2 separate regions of the Sus scrofa genome follow, and region 1 is linked to region 2. A link is a contact called in public Hi-C data. All regions are on one chromosome and are shown on one strand. Each heading gives the region's core, a stretch centred on a gene start, on an enhancer-like site or on the middle of the called end of the contact. The rest is flanking DNA. Distances are from core to core; before and after follow the strand shown.

What was found. A called contact is a pair of places that touch in the nucleus more often than the background predicts.
Region 1: a Hi-C map of skeletal muscle shows a contact between it and region 2, with 5 times the contacts expected there. The contact joins the promoter of SLIT2 here to the enhancer-like site in region 2. A contact is called at or near these places in 14 of 47 Hi-C or Micro-C datasets (brain, embryonic fibroblasts, epiblast stem cells and 9 more).

Annotation. Positions count from the first base shown.
Region 1 is chr8:14,756,301-14,760,635 of Sscrofa11.1, reverse strand. SLIT2 (slit homolog 2 protein) reads right to left here and starts at 2,210. Exons shown (of 39, transcript XM_021101059.1): 1 at 1,924-2,210. The coding sequence starts at 2,102.
Region 2 is chr8:13,515,525-13,520,198 of Sscrofa11.1, reverse strand. No RefSeq gene overlaps it. Among named protein-coding and RNA genes, the nearest start is that of LCORL, 550 kb to the right of the region's middle. Within about 2 kb of position 2,123, at least 22 of the 83 cell types and tissues checked have an H3K27ac peak or open chromatin away from gene starts, as enhancers often do. A contact at or near this core is called in epiblast stem cells, omental adipose tissue, skeletal muscle and 1 more, where this site is marked.

The DNA of each region.
Region 1 (4,335 bases), core at 961-3,460, 1.2 Mb before region 2:
GGAAGTAAACCTTACCTTGACTTTAAAACATCATGTTTCAAAACCGTATTTAATGTGTTTATGTTGTCCATGATAGAATTTTATAGAGCCAACACTAAGTAAACTCTTTTCTGATAACTCTTTATAGATCCTTCATAAGGATAATTTTTTTCAAGTACCTAAAATTCACTTGATATCCTCCTAAATGCATTTATTCCCTTTTTGTTTAATAGGACATTCTTGCGCTTAAACTTTAAATTATTCGGAAGAGCATGAAATGATAAGTGCTAAAACAGAATTCTGCATTGCTTCCTCCTCAACCCACTTTCCGTGCTGAGCAAAAAGCACCACAGAATTGTTCCGAAAGTGGCTGGGGTCTTTTTCTTCGGGGTACTTGACATAACACGAATCCCGTCCCCCATCGCAGACAAACTCGGTAGATCACACTTTGACAAGACGCCCTTAACAGGCCCCAAATTGCCCAGCGCTGCGGGCCTGGGAAAGAGGGAGCAGAAGGAGTAGCGGGGGGCGGTCCAGTGAGGCTCGGGATGGGGGAGCCATTTGCAAAGAAAGAGATGGCTCAACTCAGGCCTTTAGACTGAGGGCGAGGCAATGGGTTGGATGAGAAGAGCGACTCCAAGCGCTGAGGGCCGCGCGGGTGGAGAGGTGCCAGTCCGAGCGGGTCCCCACCACGGCCTGCCACGCTCACACCCCGAGGGCGCAGAGGCTGGCGGGGCGCAGAGGCTGGCGGAGCGCAACCTGGGAGCGCTGGCCCCGGCTGCCTCGCCCCGCTGGACCCACGCGCGACGGCGAGCGGAGCGCGTCCCGGGCGCTCGGGCAGCGCGGGTGGCGGCCTCCGCGTTCACAAAGAGAACGGCCTCCATGCTCCACTTCCCTGAACTCGGGAAGCGCCCCAAGGAGCGCGTGGGCCGTCAACCCCGGGTCTGCGATTACTTCTTCATTAGAGACTCGTAGAGACAGGGAGGCGGGGATATCTGCGGGCAGCAGAGCGCAAAGGGAGGAAGGAAGGGGAGCTGCTGCCACGAGAAGGGATGCAGAAACTGCCAGAAGGGTGGAAAGGGGGCACTGGGGCTCAGCAGGAAGGGCCGGGGAGGGGGCAGCGGAGGGCCGCGGGGGTCACCAAAACGATCAGACCTAAGTTGGCTGGTTCCGGTTGGAGAGCCAGCCCTAACTTCGCCTAGTTGGTAAGATGCGGTCTTCCTCCAGAGTCTCCCTCTGGGCAGGTCCCTTGGGGCTCGCCGCCGCCTTCGCCTCCTCCCGGGGGAAGTGGGAGGCGGGGGAAGAGTCGTGGGGGTTTGAGCGCTGCCACCGAGGGAGCTGCGGCCGTCCCGGCGCATCTTTCCTTCTGCGGCCTGTAGAGGTGCCCCCGGGTGGATTCTGCCGCCCCAGGACCCCTTCTCCTCTCCCTCCGTCCCCAGGAGGGCAACACAAAGCCAAGGAGCTGAGGTTACTCTTTTTTGAATGCCACCTCCGGTAGCCCCCCTCTTCGCGCCACCCCGCGGTGACAAGAGCAGGGACTCAGCCCTGAACCGACCCGTGAGAGTTCCCAACCGCAAGGTGACTCCGTTTACAGAGTCCGAGGAACAAAGTCGTGTCTCCCTTGCCCTGGGCATCCGCGACTACTTGTCGCCCCTCTACCCGCCTCCTCAGCCTCAGAGAACTCGCCGGCAAAGGGCTGCGAGTGGCGGGTCTAGAGCGGGAGGAAGGGACCAAGCAGAGCTGCCAGCGGGCCCGCCCCTCCTTTGGGCAGTGGCCCCTCCCTGGGCAGCGCCCTCCCGGAGAGTTCAAACCCAGGATGCGCGTTCTGGAAAGCTAGTGAGGGCTACCCTTAGCACCCCTCCTACTGTGCCGATGACCCCTCCAATCTATAGGCTGAGCGACCGCGATGGTGGGGAGGAAGGGGGAGGAAGAACCCATACTCACAGTCTCTCCGTGTTGCGGGGGATATTCCTGGGCACACTGCGCAGCGCCAGCCCGTGACAGTCCACTGTGCTCCCGGAGCAGGAGCACTGCGCCGGACACGCCTGCGGCGTCACCTCCTTCAGGATCGCCAGCACTAACCCCAGCGACAGGGACAGCGTCTGCCAGCCGACGCCGCGCATCTTCCCCCGCCGCCTCCTAGCTCGTGGGCGCCGGGGGTTTCTTTTAGCTCGCTGCTCCTCTCAAACCACGCTGCGCCTGAGGCCCAGTGCCTAGCGCGAGGCTAGCAATCCAGAATGTCCGGATAATGTGCACAAAATAATACGAAAGTAATAGTAATTTTCAAAGCAGTAGAGCTGACACAGGTACGCGCCTCTCAGCTCCCCTCACCCTCCTCCAGCTCGGCAGGCGCTCCTTGGGCAACTTTAAGATCAACTGCCCTGGTCAAGGCTACCGGGAGACCCCAGAGGAGCGGGGGAGGAGATCACGCGTCGTCTATTCTCGCAGATATCAACTTGCCAGTAAAAGACCTGGGACTCCCAACAGCAGTGAAGATTCTGAAGATGCAGGGGCCGGTTGCGCGTGGAACAGGAGTACTCGGATTCCACGGACCCCCTCAGCAAATCCAATTCCAGTGGGGATGGTAGGAGACAGAGGAGGGAGGCTCAGTAGGAACGGTGGCCTTGATCGAAGTGGGCTCTCCAAAACTAGAAGGCGCAGGGGCCCCGCGGGGCTGCAGTGGAGCGCGCTGGACTACCGGACATGGCGTGCGGGGGCGCACACGGCTGGCGCGCAGCCTAGGGGGAGCGGGACGTCGCTGCGGGGTTCCTGGCGTGTCTCACTCACGCGGTCTCCCCACAGCCTGCGGCTCCTCCGCAGCCCTGACCGAACCTCGTCGTCTACCGACAGCCGATGGCGGTTTGCAAACACACATGCACTCCGCCGAAGGACGTCTGGGCAATTCCACCTTCTGCCCGCGTCCTTGGCGACGCTCCGCACCAGGGCCTTCCCCGAGGTCACGCAGAAAAGACAAAAGGGCAATCGGGCCGCCGCAGCAGGCAGGAATATCCACTAGTGACAACCCAGGCAGAGAAAATCCCAGAGGCCAAGTTGAGGATGAGAGCTCTTGCTGTGATTGAGCAGGGAATGGCTGGCAGGCCGACCGCAAAGAGTGGAAAGGCCAAGCTGGAGGTGTTCGCGTCCTGGGTCCTCCCGGGGTGTTCCGGAGGGTGGCGAGGTGGCAGTTGGGTCGGTGGAATCTGCTGATCCTAAAAGACCCCAAGATGCAGTGAACGGCAGTCCTGTGTGCGTGCGTGTGTCAGCCCCTCTCGTCTCCCGGATACGCCGCAGCTCCGCAACAGACACCTGATGGCAAAGGTGGAAGAGACAAGACCGGGCTCTTGGGTGGGCGCAGCCCCTAGGTCTCCCCCCCAACAGCTGCCCACAAGTGGGTCCTCCTTCTCAAAGTGCAGGAACTTTTCCCAGGCTTTGAATCCAGTCCCACAGCCACCGTGAGGGTCCTGCTGCCGACGTCGCGACGCCGCCCGGCTCCGGGCGCTGCACCTGACTTGGCGGCCGCAGTCCAGAGCAGCCGGTCTCCTTCCAGCCCCTTCCCCTCTCCCGGCGGCTTTCCGCGCCTCCTTCTCTGGGGAGTGATGAGGGGGAGAGGGAAGGCGGCGACAGGGAGCGGGGACTATGTGGCTCTGCGGACTCCCGAGCTCCTGGCAAGTGTCTAAACAATAGGACGGACGCAGCAGCCCTATTCTCGCTCGGCTGCTGGAAGGTGGGTTGTTGTTGTAACTGGAGTTGTTGGTTCGGGCTGCCTGGCGCTCCGCGCAGCCGAACAAAAACCCGGCCCGCGCCTCGGGAGCGGGCTGCGGGGCCCTCGACGCTCCCCTTTCTCCTCAGCACTCCCGCCTTGCCCAGAAAGCTCGGCAGCTCCCGCCTGCGCCCGGGAGCCACGGCGCTCCCATTACTCGCCGCCGCTGCCGCCGCTGCCGCTGCCGCTGCCGCCGCCGCCTTTTTTTAACCAACGTCTGCGGCAGCCACTGCCGCCGCCAGCCTCCGCCGTCCGCGCGCTCCCCAAATAAATAACCCCAAGTCAGAAGTTAAGCCGGCGCCGGCTTTATATACTCGGCGGAGCCCCCACCCCTCGGCCCCGCCCCGCGCGGTCGGGCGCCGCCCACTGGCTGCGGGCGGGGAGCCCGCACCTCGCCGGGGAGAGGTGAGGCCCCGGCTGCGAGCGCCAGGCTGAGGCGGCGGCGGGCGCGCGTTCCCGTGCGCACGGGCTCGCGTCCTTGCTCCCACGCCCCGACAAAGTTTGGTGATGGAAGGAGGTTCCCCAGCCCCCGCCCCCAGCTCCAGGGACCCAGAGGTGACCCAGGCTCGAAGATGGTCGTTTGCAGCGAGGGGATG
Region 2 (4,674 bases), core at 874-3,373:
GCATAACACTTCCCATTTTGAAAGGTTCTCCACAAGGCAGGAAAAATTGTAAAAAGAGACACATTTTCAGATATATACTCAATAACATGTTTCAGTTTCAAAAATAAAGGAGAAAAACATCAGTTTGCATCTACTCGAAATTAAGAAGGAAGAGAAAGAAGTGACAGAGCAAGAAAGGAAATAAATGATGTCTTTTAACTCCTAGTAAAAGTAAGTTTAAAAATGTTAGGAGTTTCCGTCATGGCTCAGTGCTTAACGAACCTGACTAGCATCCACGAGGACATGAGTTTGATCCCTGGCCTCACTCAGTGGGTTAAGGATCTGGCATTGCAGTGAGTTGTGGTATAGGTCACAGACTCAGCTTGGCTCCTGCATTGCGGTGGCTGTGGCATAGGCTGGTGGCTACAGGTCCGACTGGACTCCTAGCTTAGGAACTTTCATATGCTGTAGGTGCAGCCCTAAAAGGACCAAAAAAAAAAAAAAAAAAAAACTCAAAGACTGTAAACTTGTTTGCTTCTCCACAGCACCCTGGAGATACAGACAGAGAGTAGGTGTTCAACAGATAGGCTGAAGAAATGAAATTTCAGTCTTTTAAGTAGACAAATTTTTGACCAAGATGTCTGCAACAAGCCATATTGTTGTCCTAGTTTGAGAAGAACAGAAAGACAATCTCATACATGACTTTAGAAAGTATAATTTGCTTCCATGCCCTTCATGAAAAACATATTCAAATGTGCATGACAACAGACTGAAAAATGAATAAGAGTACAGACATGAAGCTATGGGGAGGTATCGTTATTATAAAACTGGTATTAAGAAAGAAAATTAAATGTGGAGTAAGTCTAAACAGTTATTGTTAAAGTTTATACACTTGAAGCAAATGATAAAATACTTTTTGCAAAGTATTATAAATACAATATAAACAAAATAACACATAAATGTTTTATGCCTATAATGTTAAGAATGTTATGATCACAGTGAATTAAACACACATTTACAGTAAATCTGGATTTTAAGTCTCAGATTATGAAAACAAAAAAATCAGGATTTGGGTTGAAAGTCATAGGAAAAAATGCATTAAAATTCCCTTTTATAAGAAGACTAGATGTACTCATACCAATTTTTACTTGATGATGATAATTTTTTTAAATGTCACCTGAGATTTAATTTTTTAAAACAACTGAATTAACCAAGAAGGCAGTAAACCGAATTGATGAAATTGTTTAAGTTTGTACTCGGGATGCCCAGAATCCATGCTGGGTACTTATTCACCCTTGTCCTTCCTTGATCCAGATGCCCGCCTTTTTCCTGCTAGCTTGTCAAAATGGATTTAAGGAAAGCTTCGTGGTGCACCAGCTAACAGAGAATTGCCCTAATCAGCCTTAATTTGTGGTCTCCGCCAGGAGCCAGGCAGGTAAAGGAGTCCCTGATCTGTCAGGTCTCTCTGCTGGCCTCAAAGTGCCACCTCTCAGCTGACCCACAGCCATCCCACCCACCAACACCTCAGGCTCACACCCACCACATTCCACAAGCCCAGGCCATCAACAGCTGCTTTGTGTTGCGCTTACAAAGCTCAGCTTGCTGTTAAAGGACCTCAGAGCACTCCCTCTCTGTTATGATATTTTGACTCATTTGGACCTGAGATTACCCACACGGAGATTTCTGGCCTGGCCCCCAGAGTTTTCGGCCAGCGTTTACAAAAAGACTTGGGGATAGACCCTCTTCCCAGAGGTGTTCATGGATTATCCCATCAGGAGTACTTATAGGACTAAGGAACCTTCCAGCCCACTGGTTCTGGTTCGGGGCTCTGAAGCTGAGAGCTTTCTCTGGTTCTGAATGTGCTTACATTTGCATACTGGTGGGGGTGGGGGGTTCCCGTAATTCATAACACTTCACGTCTCATAACAAAGCCACCCTGTGAAGGACTAGCCCAGCAGGACACAGAAATGTATCCGCGGTCCCCATGCTGCCTCCTACTCAGAATTCTCACCCCCTGAATCACCTCTCAGACTCCAGCGAGCGCTGAGGAACTGCTGAAAAGCCACTGTATTTGCTCTCCTCTGTTTGCTTTTCACACCTTTCCTGCTTCAGCAGGGAGGTGATTCCGCTTTCGGGTTTGAAAAAGCCTGCTTCTGAGCACTAGGCTCCATTGAGGAGTGAAAGTAAACAGGAAGGGAGCGGGTTCCCAGAATTCTTCATAACCTGTATGTTAAGTGTGTCAACAGGATGCCGAGAACGAGATCTGTCGAGGAAATTCCACAACTAAATAACGAAACTTGATGGCGACTGAAGGGAGAGGCCTGGATGGTGTTTGCTTTGATCTAAGGACCCAGGAACAAGAGTTTGGGAGGAGAGAATTTAGAAACAAAGTGGGGGGGGGGGATTAACACTCAGTAATCCAAAGAGTAAGACTATTGTTTGGCAGCAGCTAAGACTGAGTTTCCACCTTACAGGAGAGATCAAGTCAGGGGTTCAGAGAGAAGACTTTCTCTTGATTCTGATTTAGAACTTTCAGAGAAGCGTCATGTGTTAGCTTGCCCCCAGCATCTAGGATTTTCACTTTTTAACTTCTGTAAAGGGACTAAATTCCATTTCAGAAGAACATGCTCAAGAAATATGAGGGGCAAAATATCACTTCCTTTCTTTCCATTCACCTACCCCAGGGAACACATCCCCATGTGGGAATGTTTAAACTCCCCCCCCCCCCCAGTTTTTCTCAGAGACATCAAAGGATGCTGAATCAGGTTTAATAGTTTACAATCGGAATTTGTCTTTATGAAAACGTCAGGCTGTGTAATTTATGGAAATTAGGCATACATGCATCTCCATTGTGCTACGAGGCATTACGATACAGTAAGATTAGGCAGAGGGACACAGATCTCATGATATATGAAATACTTTGTGTCTAAGCACTGCTCAGAGGCTGGAGGGGGATTTAAAAACCCTATTGTCCATCACAAGGCAAGGGGAGTTTCAAGAATAACCTAGTTTTGTTGTTTTTGTTGTTTTTTTAAGGGAGAGAGGTAGCTCTTTTGTGTGTTTCATATTTTACTCTGAAAACCACGTGATATATCACTTTGTTTTACAATTAGAAGGCATTCTTCTTAGTCTGTTGTGTTGTTTTGCAAATAGAACAACGGGGTTCTATATGGTTCAGATAATATTCATTTGTCTGAACTAGAAAGTCTAGCAATTTCTGATAAATATTGGGAATAAGCAAATCTGTAATATTCAGGGACATCTGGGTAGTTCCTTTTTCTCTTTAATAAAGTATTACTCAGTCTGAACTTTGCAAGTGGAAAGAATTTCTTTTGGTTGAAACACATTGGGTCTGCTATGTTAAATTGGGAAGGAATGCATTTCTTTTTCTTGATTCTTAAGTTTCTTGGAAAACACTCCTCTGAAGGTTTTAGAAATAAAAAAGTCAGCAACAATAATAATCATAATAACTGGTGATAATAAAAATAGCTTGGTTTTTGTGTGTGCCATTTGTTTTTCAAAGATTAGCCACATACACTTATTTAGTTGATCAAAGCACTTTCCCTTGCCTAAGAATTCAGTTCAATTCACCTTTATAATATTTGGTCTCGGCCAGTCACAACCGAGCAGGGTAGAAATGTTTTTTAAACAGCAATGAGTGTCCTGTCAGGAATCTAATGAAATTTAGCAGGTGGTCCTTTGGCCTTCTGAAACTGTAAAGAAATTCCAGAGATGGCCGCACCTACCCTTGCTGAGGGCTCTGTGGAAATGTGCTCAAAAATCACACTCTACTTAATGAATGGCTCCATGATTTTTTTTTTTCCAGCTAATGACATTGTGGACATGCAATGTCTGATTAAAAAGGAGAAATAGGGATTAACTTTGATTAGTTGGAAAGAATGTGGCTGCATATCAAATAACTTCCTCAATCTGACTTTTAAAAAAAACACTGGCGGCAAATCACTGAAATACATGGAACCCAGTGGAAAACTGGATCAGATGAGCCATATTTATAGCTGTACAAATAAACACATTTCAAATTCTGTTTGTTGGAGGCTCTTATTTTGGATCAAGTTAAAAACCACTTCCTTTGAAATGGGAACCCTGCCATCTAGTGGACTTTTTTGGTATCAGATCTTAGATCACTTCAACATACTACAGAAAGAGGTAAAGTTAAATCTTGATTCATTTTAGAATTATAGCATTTGGGGACTATTTTATAGATTGAGAAACTGAAGCAGGTGAATGTTTCCCAAGGGCTTGCCATTACCCAATGGTAGTATTTTAAATAGTACGAAATAATTGGCCTCTCAAAGACAATATTTTATTATTCAACAGGCATATGGTTAATTCTATTTCATCTAACGAGCTCGCAGTTTGCATTGCTTTTTTTCAATGAACAACTTTTTAATAATCCACAATTAATCTATTATAAAATTCTCTGCTATTTTCTAGTAATTCTGCCATTGCCTGAAGGTAAAGTTTCAATAGCTCATGAAAAAAATGCTTTGTTTTGTTTGTTTTATTTTGGGTTTTGGTTTTCTCTCAGGCACAAATAATCCAGACTCATTTTTATACTTCATTGAGTCTTTAACTTATTTTATTTATTTATTTATTTATAATTTTTTATGGCCACACCTGCAGCATATAAAAGTTGGGGGTCAAATCGGAGCTATAGCCACCAGCCTACACTGC